3 separate regions of the Mus musculus genome follow, and regions 2 and 3 are each linked to region 1. A link is a contact called in public HiChIP or PLAC-seq and promoter capture Hi-C data. All regions are on one chromosome and are shown on one strand. The core of a region is the stretch at or near the end of the contact, and the rest is flanking DNA. Distances in the headings are between cores, read along the strand shown. Region 1 holds the start of Sstr4 (somatostatin receptor 4). Region 2 overlaps Gm46770 (a long non-coding RNA gene). Region 3 has its middle 72 kb from the start of Gm36597.

The links. Promoter capture Hi-C pulls out the DNA fragments that hold promoters and counts their contacts. HiChIP or PLAC-seq counts read pairs in DNA pulled down with a chosen protein or histone mark.
Region 2: a contact with region 1 is called in a promoter capture Hi-C map of pre-B cells. The contact joins the enhancer-like site here to the promoter of Sstr4 in region 1. A contact is called at or near these places in 11 of 39 promoter capture datasets (the C10 cell line, the HPC-7 cell line, cranial neural crest and 8 more), 2 of 15 datasets of contacts at CTCF or cohesin (the NIH/3T3 cell line and pro-B cells), 17 of 484 Hi-C or Micro-C datasets (B cells, bone marrow-derived macrophages, cardiomyocytes and 11 more), 20 of 115 datasets of contacts at active chromatin or transcription factors (the 230-238 cell line, the HPC-7 cell line, PVALB interneurons and 13 more) and 4 of 9 other capture datasets (adipose tissue, embryonic stem cells, liver and 1 more).
Region 3: a contact with region 1 is called in an H3K27ac HiChIP or PLAC-seq map of VIP interneurons, with 2.3 times the contacts expected there. The contact joins the enhancer-like site here to the promoter of Sstr4 in region 1. A contact is called at or near these places in 6 of 39 promoter capture datasets (the 3T3-L1 cell line, 3T3-L1-derived adipocytes, cranial neural crest and 2 more), 3 of 484 Hi-C or Micro-C datasets (the AML12 cell line, the MC3T3-E1 cell line and embryonic fibroblasts), 4 of 115 datasets of contacts at active chromatin or transcription factors (VIP interneurons, extraembryonic endoderm stem cells, forebrain and 1 more) and 1 of 9 other capture datasets (adipose tissue).

What each region holds. Positions count from the first base shown.
Region 1 is chr2:148,394,011-148,396,744 of GRCm38.p6, forward strand. It overlaps Sstr4 (somatostatin receptor 4), which reads left to right and starts at 1,367. Exons shown (of 1, transcript NM_009219.3): 1 at 1,367-2,734. The coding sequence starts at 1,461. The coding sequence ends at 2,618.
Region 2 is chr2:148,557,246-148,559,979 of GRCm38.p6, forward strand. All of the region lies in intron 1 of Gm46770 (a long non-coding RNA gene), which reads right to left. Among named protein-coding and RNA genes, the nearest start is that of Gm46770, 3.5 kb to the right of the region's middle. Within about 2 kb of position 1,321, at least 3 of the 459 cell types and tissues checked have an H3K27ac peak or open chromatin away from gene starts, as enhancers often do. A contact at or near this core is called in pre-B cells and pro-B cells, where this site is marked.
Region 3 is chr2:148,241,063-148,243,796 of GRCm38.p6, forward strand. No RefSeq gene overlaps it. Among named protein-coding and RNA genes, the nearest start is that of Gm36597, 72 kb to the left of the region's middle. Within about 2 kb of position 1,354, at least 8 of the 459 cell types and tissues checked have an H3K27ac peak or open chromatin away from gene starts, as enhancers often do. A contact at or near this core is called in VIP interneurons, where this site is marked.

The sequences.
Region 1 (2,734 bases), core at 117-2,616:
GGAAGCAGGGATGGATGACACAGGCTGGCAAGCCATCTTTCTTCCTGTGGCAGGAACCTCCATGAGTGAGTGCCATGTGGGAGTTAGCAGGTCTCTCTGTCACTGGAGTCCACTTACTCAAAGCACCTGGGAGACAGGGATTCACTTTCTTTTTCTTTTTCTCTTTTATTTTTTTTTCTTTGTTTTGTTTTTTGAGATAGGGTTTCTCTGTGTAGCTCTGGCTACCTCACTCTGTAGACCAGGCTAGCCTCTGCCTCCCAAGTGCCAGGATTAAAACCGTATGTCACCACTAGCATTCTCTCTCTGTCTCTCTCTCTTTCTCTCTCTGTCTCTGTCTCTCTCTCTTTCTCTCTCTGTCTCTGTCTCTCTCTCTTTCTCTCTCTGTCTCTGTCTCTCTCTCTCTCTCATGTGTGTGTGTGTGTATATATATATATATGTATATATATACATGTGTATATATATATATATATATATATATATATATATATATATATATGAATGATGGGAGGCAGATGCATGCATGCCACAGTGGGAAATAGAGGTCAAATTTCTTTTCTTGTGAATCATAGGGATAAAATTCAGGTCTTCAGGCTTAAGAGCAAGCACTTTTATCCCTGAGCCATTTCACTTGCCTGAGGTTAGTTATCTTGGGGTTAAAGGTATCTCTAGTTCTCCTAATACCACTCCATTTCCTGAGGACCTTAATTCCATGCAGATTCAATTTAAAAGATTCAGAGGGCCAGTGTTTGGGGTGAGGGAGGGCGGGCGGGCAGGAAGAGAGGGAGAGATCCAAGACACACACCCCAGGACCCCAACTCCACCTCTGGCCTCTTATCGACCTTGAATCCACAGAAATGTCCATAGAGACTTTCAGTTTCCCTCATCCCTGGACTGAGCTAAAGGACAATACAGGACTTTCTGAACATTGAAAGAGCAGGGAAGGGCTGTCAGGTGCTGGGATGATGGCTCTGCGTGCTTGGGTGCTTGGGGTAATCTGGGGCCATCCAGATACTTTAATACCCAGAAAACTGTAGGTAGTGAGCGAGCGATTCGGAGAGAACCAGGATCCTAAGGGGAGAGGATCTGAAGAGCTGACGGAGGCGAGATCTAGCGGCACACGGTAGGACGGGTTCCAAGTAAAGTTTCTGATAGCCCGGCGAAACTGGCAACATGGCAGAGGTGGCGCAGGTAAGAAAAGCCCACAAGAGCTCTTCGGGCAAAGGCACCTGAGGTTGGGCGCGCGAAGGGAAGGGCGCGCGCCGGGCAAATGGAGCTCCCGCGGCCGAGGGGCGCGCGGCAGCGCAGGGATTGGCGGGTGCTCCCGGGCCCCCGCGCACTTCTTAGGCGGAGCGGCTGAGCCGAGCGTGTGCGCGCGCGACCCCAGCCCGCCTCTTGGTCCTTGGCTCAGCGCTCCGCTGCTCTCCACCGCATTCCGCTGCCCGGGGTGGGCACCCCGAGACATGAACGCGCCAGCAACTCTGCCTCCGGGGGTCGAGGACACCACCTGGACCCCTGGGATCAACGCCAGCTGGGCTCCGGACGAGGAGGAGGAGGATGCGATGGGGTCCGACGGCACAGGGACAGCGGGCATGGTCACTATCCAGTGCATCTATGCGCTCGTGTGTCTGGTGGGCCTGGTGGGAAACGCCCTGGTCATCTTCGTGATCCTACGCTATGCCAAGATGAAGACAGCCACCAACATCTACCTACTCAACCTGGCCGTCGCCGATGAGCTCTTCATGCTCAGCGTGCCATTCGTGGCCTCGGCGGCTGCCCTGCGCCACTGGCCGTTCGGGGCGGTGCTGTGTCGCGCAGTGCTTAGCGTGGACGGCCTGAACATGTTCACTAGTGTCTTCTGCCTCACCGTGCTCAGCGTGGACCGCTATGTGGCTGTTGTGCACCCTCTGCGCGCCGCCACCTACCGGCGGCCCAGCGTGGCCAAGCTAATCAACCTGGGAGTGTGGCTAGCATCCTTGCTGGTCACCCTGCCCATCGCAGTCTTCGCTGACACCAGGCCAGCTCGTGGGGGCGAGGCCGTGGCTTGCAACCTGCACTGGCCTCACCCGGCCTGGTCTGCGGTCTTTGTGATCTATACTTTTTTGTTGGGCTTCCTACTCCCGGTTCTGGCCATCGGATTATGCTACCTGCTTATTGTGGGCAAGATGCGCGCTGTGGCCCTGCGGGCTGGCTGGCAACAACGGAGGCGCTCAGAGAAGAAGATCACTAGGCTCGTGCTAATGGTGGTGACCGTCTTTGTGCTATGCTGGATGCCTTTCTATGTGGTGCAGCTTCTGAACCTGTTTGTCACCAGCCTCGATGCCACTGTCAACCATGTGTCCCTCATCCTGAGCTATGCCAACAGCTGTGCCAATCCCATTCTCTATGGCTTCCTCTCTGACAACTTCCGGCGCTCTTTCCAGCGGGTTCTGTGCCTGCGCTGCTGTCTCCTGGAAACAACTGGAGGTGCTGAGGAAGAGCCCCTGGACTACTATGCCACTGCTCTCAAAAGCAGAGGGGGTGCAGGATGCATATGCCCTCCTCTGCCCTGCCAGCAGGAGCCCGTGCAAGCAGAACCTGGCTGCAAGCAAGTCCCTTTCACCAAGACCACTACTTTCTGAAAACCATTTTACCCTCCCTCACCTCGCCTGCAAACGGGTCTGCGCCACTCTCTCAAGCCAGCAACTTCAAGAACAACTCCTGTTTTCACTAAGCCAGGCCCTTTCAGCAGCCTGTG
Region 2 (2,734 bases), core at 71-2,570, 160 kb after region 1:
TAGATATTGAGTTAAATCTATTACATTGGGAGGAATTGACATCTTAATATTAACACCCATTCATGAATAGAAGGTTTTCTTTTGACCCAAGAATGGAGACTTTTCCATTATTTGTTCTCAATTTCTCTTTTTGTGTGTATTTATGTATATGTCTTTGAGTGTGTGTGTTAGTGTGTAGAGTAAGTCCATGCACATTGGTGCATGTGGAGGCCTGAACACAATCTTAAGATATCTGTATACACAAGAGGAGAGGGAAATATATAAATTACTATAGCCAAGCAGCAGAAACAAAGGACATGGGTAAATATTTCCCCCAAAACATTTACTAATTCAACAAAGAGGTCTAACCCTGTAGGGATGAATCTTTACTCTAGGCAGACCCATAGCCCCGTTCATTCATGTCCTTTCAGGGGCTTCTTTCCTGAGTCTTTGGCATTTTTTTCCTAATGTATAAACTCAGAAGAAACTCTGGATATTAAGGAGACCCTGTGCATATCTTTGGAAGTGCTTTCTCTATCTATGCAGATTTCTTCTTTTGGGAGTTCTGCCCTATACATTTTAGCCATCTGGCTTTCCTTGAACTCTCAGTTCAATCATTTAATTTGGAGGCTCAAGGAAGCTCTAGTCAGGACTCCCTTCCCCTTGTTCTGTGACCTGGAAACTCTCAAGGCAGAAGCATCATGGTCATTTCTTTCCTGTCCCTCGGGCTTTCTTATCCTCCCTTGCCGGCTCTCTGCTATATCTATTCTCTCTCTCTCCCTCCTCCCTCCTCCCTCCTCCCTCCTCCCTCCTCCCTCCTCCCCCCTCCTTCCTCTTCCCTCTCCCCTCCTCCCTCTCCCCTCTCTCTCCCCTCTCTCTCCCCTCTCTCTCCCCCTTCCTCTCTCCCCTCTCTCCCCCCCTCTCTTTTTCTTAAGATAGGATGTCATGGCCCTAACTGGCTTGAAATTTGCTATGTAGACCAGACTGGCCTCAAGTACACAAAGATCCATACACACAGCAAAGAGATTAAAGTCATACACTATCTCCCTCAACTTATCTGCTATCTGGAAAACCATTATTTATGTGTGCTTCTGTTAATTAATTTGCTTTGTTGTTTGTTGCTTGTTTTTAGGCTAAAATTGTCCCATTTGCCCAAAATTCAGCCCATCAGTCTATCTTATGAGTAAAAACAGTCTTTTCTAGGAAAATGATATCTTAAAAGAGGTGTGATCCCAAGCATGTAGCTGGATCACCCTATGAGAGGCCATTATATCACCCAGGGTACCCTCTTACATTGCCACATGAAAAACAATACCTCTTAATGCCAGTAGGAGGCAGTGCAATGCTCAGAAACCATGGTGAATGGATCACCCACACCTGTCCTCTCATAGAGGAAACTGCACAGCCTCATTGCCTCCTAAAATGAAGCAACCACTCAGTGTTATATTTTAGTGCTGAATGACAGGCACCAGCTAATCTTTGGAGACAACAGAATCTAGTCCTTTTTGCTTTTACAGAGGAAGAAATAAAATGTCAGTAAATGTCAAGGTCAACAGAAACTGGCATACCAGGAGATGAGACATTTCCATGGAGCCCTAGAGAGTGAAATGTGCCTGAATGGATGGTATAGGAGGCAAGAAAGTCAGAGAATTAGGAACAGAGAACCCCAGAATATTCTCCTGGAATGCCCATGCAAGCAGGTCATTTCCACACATTGAGAACATTTCATCTGAAAACTCACTGCTTTGATTCAAGTGTATCAATGTTCATATGAAGAAGCAAAATCTCCCCCAAAGCCTTGATTGAGGCCAGACAGAAAGTTCAGCACTGACCTGGGATCCCTGCCAAGAAAACCTGAGTCTTAGTGAGACCCTCTTGCATCTGAACCATTGAACATTCTGACAAGTGGGATAGAGATGCAAGGGAAGAGACTCTGGACTTCTGAGGTGACAAGACCATTTGATGTGATTAGAGACAGACATCTCAACAATGGTATTAGGACACCTGTATGTTCAAATGCAAAAGAATAAAGTTCAACCTTCATATGACACAAGACAATCCAGAGCACAATTTTGTCATGAAGTGCCAAGGAGTAAATGGGTGCATTATATATCTCTTTGATTGGTATATTGGAGTAAGGTGGCCAGCCCTAGCTTGTTGGGACTGATAGAGTCCAGGCTTGGATTCTATAACCACTCTAGTAACATCCACGGGCATAAGAATAGAAGAGAGAGGTCTGAGGTTCCTCGCAAAGCTTCTGGAATGCACGAAGCACCTTTTCCACTTCTTCTTTTCAGCCAAGAACTTTAATAACTTTGACAGTGCAGAGTCCAAAGGACAGGAGCCATGTGATTCCAGGTCACTCTGCAATTAACTCAGAAACCCATGGGAAGATGTTTGTTCTTGTGAATATACACTATTTCTGCAGTCCCAGGACTCAGCCCCAAGGTCGAAGTAAGCCCCTGATTGCATGGCTACTGATGAACAGATTAATATTTTACTTTGTTTGTATTTGTTGGCAAGAAACCTGCAGCCATGTAGCTCCCAACTGGACTGCAGGGAAACACAACAATGATCTGTTCATTTCTTTTTAATTCATAATCTATGTCAAATCTGCTTACTTTAATTTCTATAGACTTTCTTTTGCAAAGCAAGTTTAGGTTCACTGAAAAATTGAGCAGAATCATTTTTAAAATATAAAGCACATTGGAATTAATGCCTCAACACTAGGCCCAGTGAAAAAAAGGACCAAACA
Region 3 (2,734 bases), core at 104-2,603, 150 kb before region 1:
TTGATAAAGGAGTTGGATCATATTCTTGGCAGACCTGTAATTCATCTTGGCTAAAGTGGGGGCAGCCCTTTTTATTGTCCTTCTTCCCAGGGAGTTATCTTTTTTCTTTCCTCTGCCCCTCAGGGAAGGCAGCTTCAGTGTTGGGAATGGAGGGATCTTAGAGCCTAGCTGCCCATCAAGTAATGAAGAACACTCTGAAGGATGGTCATAGATAGAATTTTCTGTGTAGGAAAGAATCAAGCTTGAAGTACAATGTTGCTCAAAGGTCCCAGGGAACCCAAATGTGAGAATTAATGTTCAGCAGACTCCAACACCTTTGTGAGCTCAGTGCAGACACCTGTGGTATTTTTACCATTAACCAATGCAAAATTTGGTTTGTATTTCAATGAGCAGGCTGGAAGAGACTCACACAGATAAAAATATGAGTCTGAGTCAAGAGATTTCTGATAGAGTCTTTGAAGTTAGGGTCAGTTGGACTCAAACTGTGAACCCAGCCCGTGTTATTCCTTAGCTTTTCTGCTCCTCTTTCTACTATGAGTTCCCCTGTTGGCATCCACAGAACAGTCAAGTTGCACAAACACAGCCTGACCATTCCTTCACCCCAAACTGGATTGGGCTACACTTGCCTGGTACACAGTGACATTTCTGACCTCAGATTCTCTGTATCAAACATGCCCTATCTCCTGTAGTGCACTAAATATGTTCAGTATGTGTTTTTTCCAGGACTCTAGAGGTTTCTGAGAAAAGAAAGGAGGAGGGGAGTCAAGTCAGATTCAGCGCATAGCATGCCCTCCACCCTCCCCTTCCTAACAGTGTCCTGAGTCATTCCCTATACTGCATTCCCTCCCTCCAATTCAGGGAGTGACCTTGAGCTCCAAGTAGCCATTATCAAAGCAAGATAAAGTTTCTTGGCTACTTCTTGCTGGTAGTGGACAAAAGAATTCTATGGATTTGGTAGCCCAGGAAGGCTTCATGGAAGAAGATGACTGACTACAGCTTCAAGAATGGAGGGGTAATATAGTATATCCATTGAAGCTAGGCTCCCCACGATCCCCATGATCCCTTGATTTCTGAACTGTGATGTTTGAGTTTTCTGTGCTGAAAAGACAGGCTTCTTTGATAGGGCATGGGGGCTTCATTTATCTGTATGAGTAAGGATAAGATTTAGAATATAGTAATAAATTATGCTGGTATAGTAAAGTGGTCAGAGTAGATTCTTTTCTAAGTTTTCCTCACTAGCTCTGGAAAGCTGGCTAGGTTTCCAGTGTCAGGCATGATTTCCCTCCTATTGCGTTGTTCTTAAGCCCAATTAGACAGCTGTTGGTTGCCACCAATACGTGAGCGGCATTCAATGAACCTTATATGTAACTTGACCTGTTGATAATTGTCCTAGTTCATAGGCTTTGCAGCTGGACAGGGCTCATTAATTCCTTCTCCCCTTGCCAGCTTGCATAATATTTTCTGGAACCATGGAAGCTAGCTAGACAAGAGGCATTCAGGTCAGTTCCTGCTCAAATCTTCCGTGTCCTGTGTTGAAAGTGTACCTTATCTTAAGCAACAGAAGCTCACCCTTAGCACCTGAGTGGCAACCAAGGGCCACATTATTAATCTATATTGTTTTGAGAGTCAATTGAGCTATCCTGATCAACTGCTTCAAAGGAGGTTTCTTGTGCCTGTTACTGAGGGTATTGTTAGTCTATGGTTCTTGTGGGGAGCATTGTCAGCTCAAGTGGCCCAAAATACACACACACACACACACACACACACACACACACACACACACAGAGAGAGAGAGAGAGAGAGAGAGAGAGAGAGAGAGAGAGAGAGAGAGAAAGAGAGAGAGAAACACACACATACACACATGTCTATGTATAATTTAAATAAATATAAAATAATCTAATTCATTAAAGCTTTATTAAACAACCTCAGTGCTATTTGTCCCTCATCCCTCCTTCTCCTGTACTGACCTTTCTCATTCCTCTCAGTTGGCTTCTATGGTTCATGGACCAACTGGAAAGATGGGGCAGAAAGATTTTAAAAACTAGAATACCAAGAAGTCTGTTACGAAATAGTCTCTCCTAGAAATGTCTGTATAAGCAAGACCAGAACAATGGCAATATCAATGCACATTTAATGTGGAAGTGGAGATTTTCTTCCCTTAGACAAAGACTGTTGACTACTGGGAGGAGAGTTAGCTTTCCTAGGGATAAGATCCCTATTTGTCCAGTGCAGTGTTCAGCCTTAAAACTATACACACACAAACAAAAACACATTCAGATGGTTGTATGTGAGCGTGTATTTGTGGATGTACACACATATCTAGTAATAATAATAATAATATAATAAAGGAAGTTATCAACTTGAGAGTAAGGGTGACATGGGAGGGGCTTGAGGGAGGGTTTCTGGAAGGGACTAGAGGGAAGAAAGAGAAGGGGAAAGTGGTGTAATTCTATTCCAATTAAAAACATCAAAATATTTTAAAATAAAAATATAGTTCCTAAACAAAAAGAATAGAAGAGTCAGGTGCCAATGAGATGGCAAGGACTAGCCTGAGTGACCTCCATATAGGTAAATTCCAGTGGTCCTGGGAATGTCAGTCATTCTCTCCTTGGCTTTAATGAGGACTCAAGTACCAAGACAGCAGGCTGTGGGGAGCAGGGTAAAACACCTACGTCGTTTGCTGCCTGGATTCCCATGTGCAACCTCTCATCTGTGCAGGTGAGAAAGGGAAGGG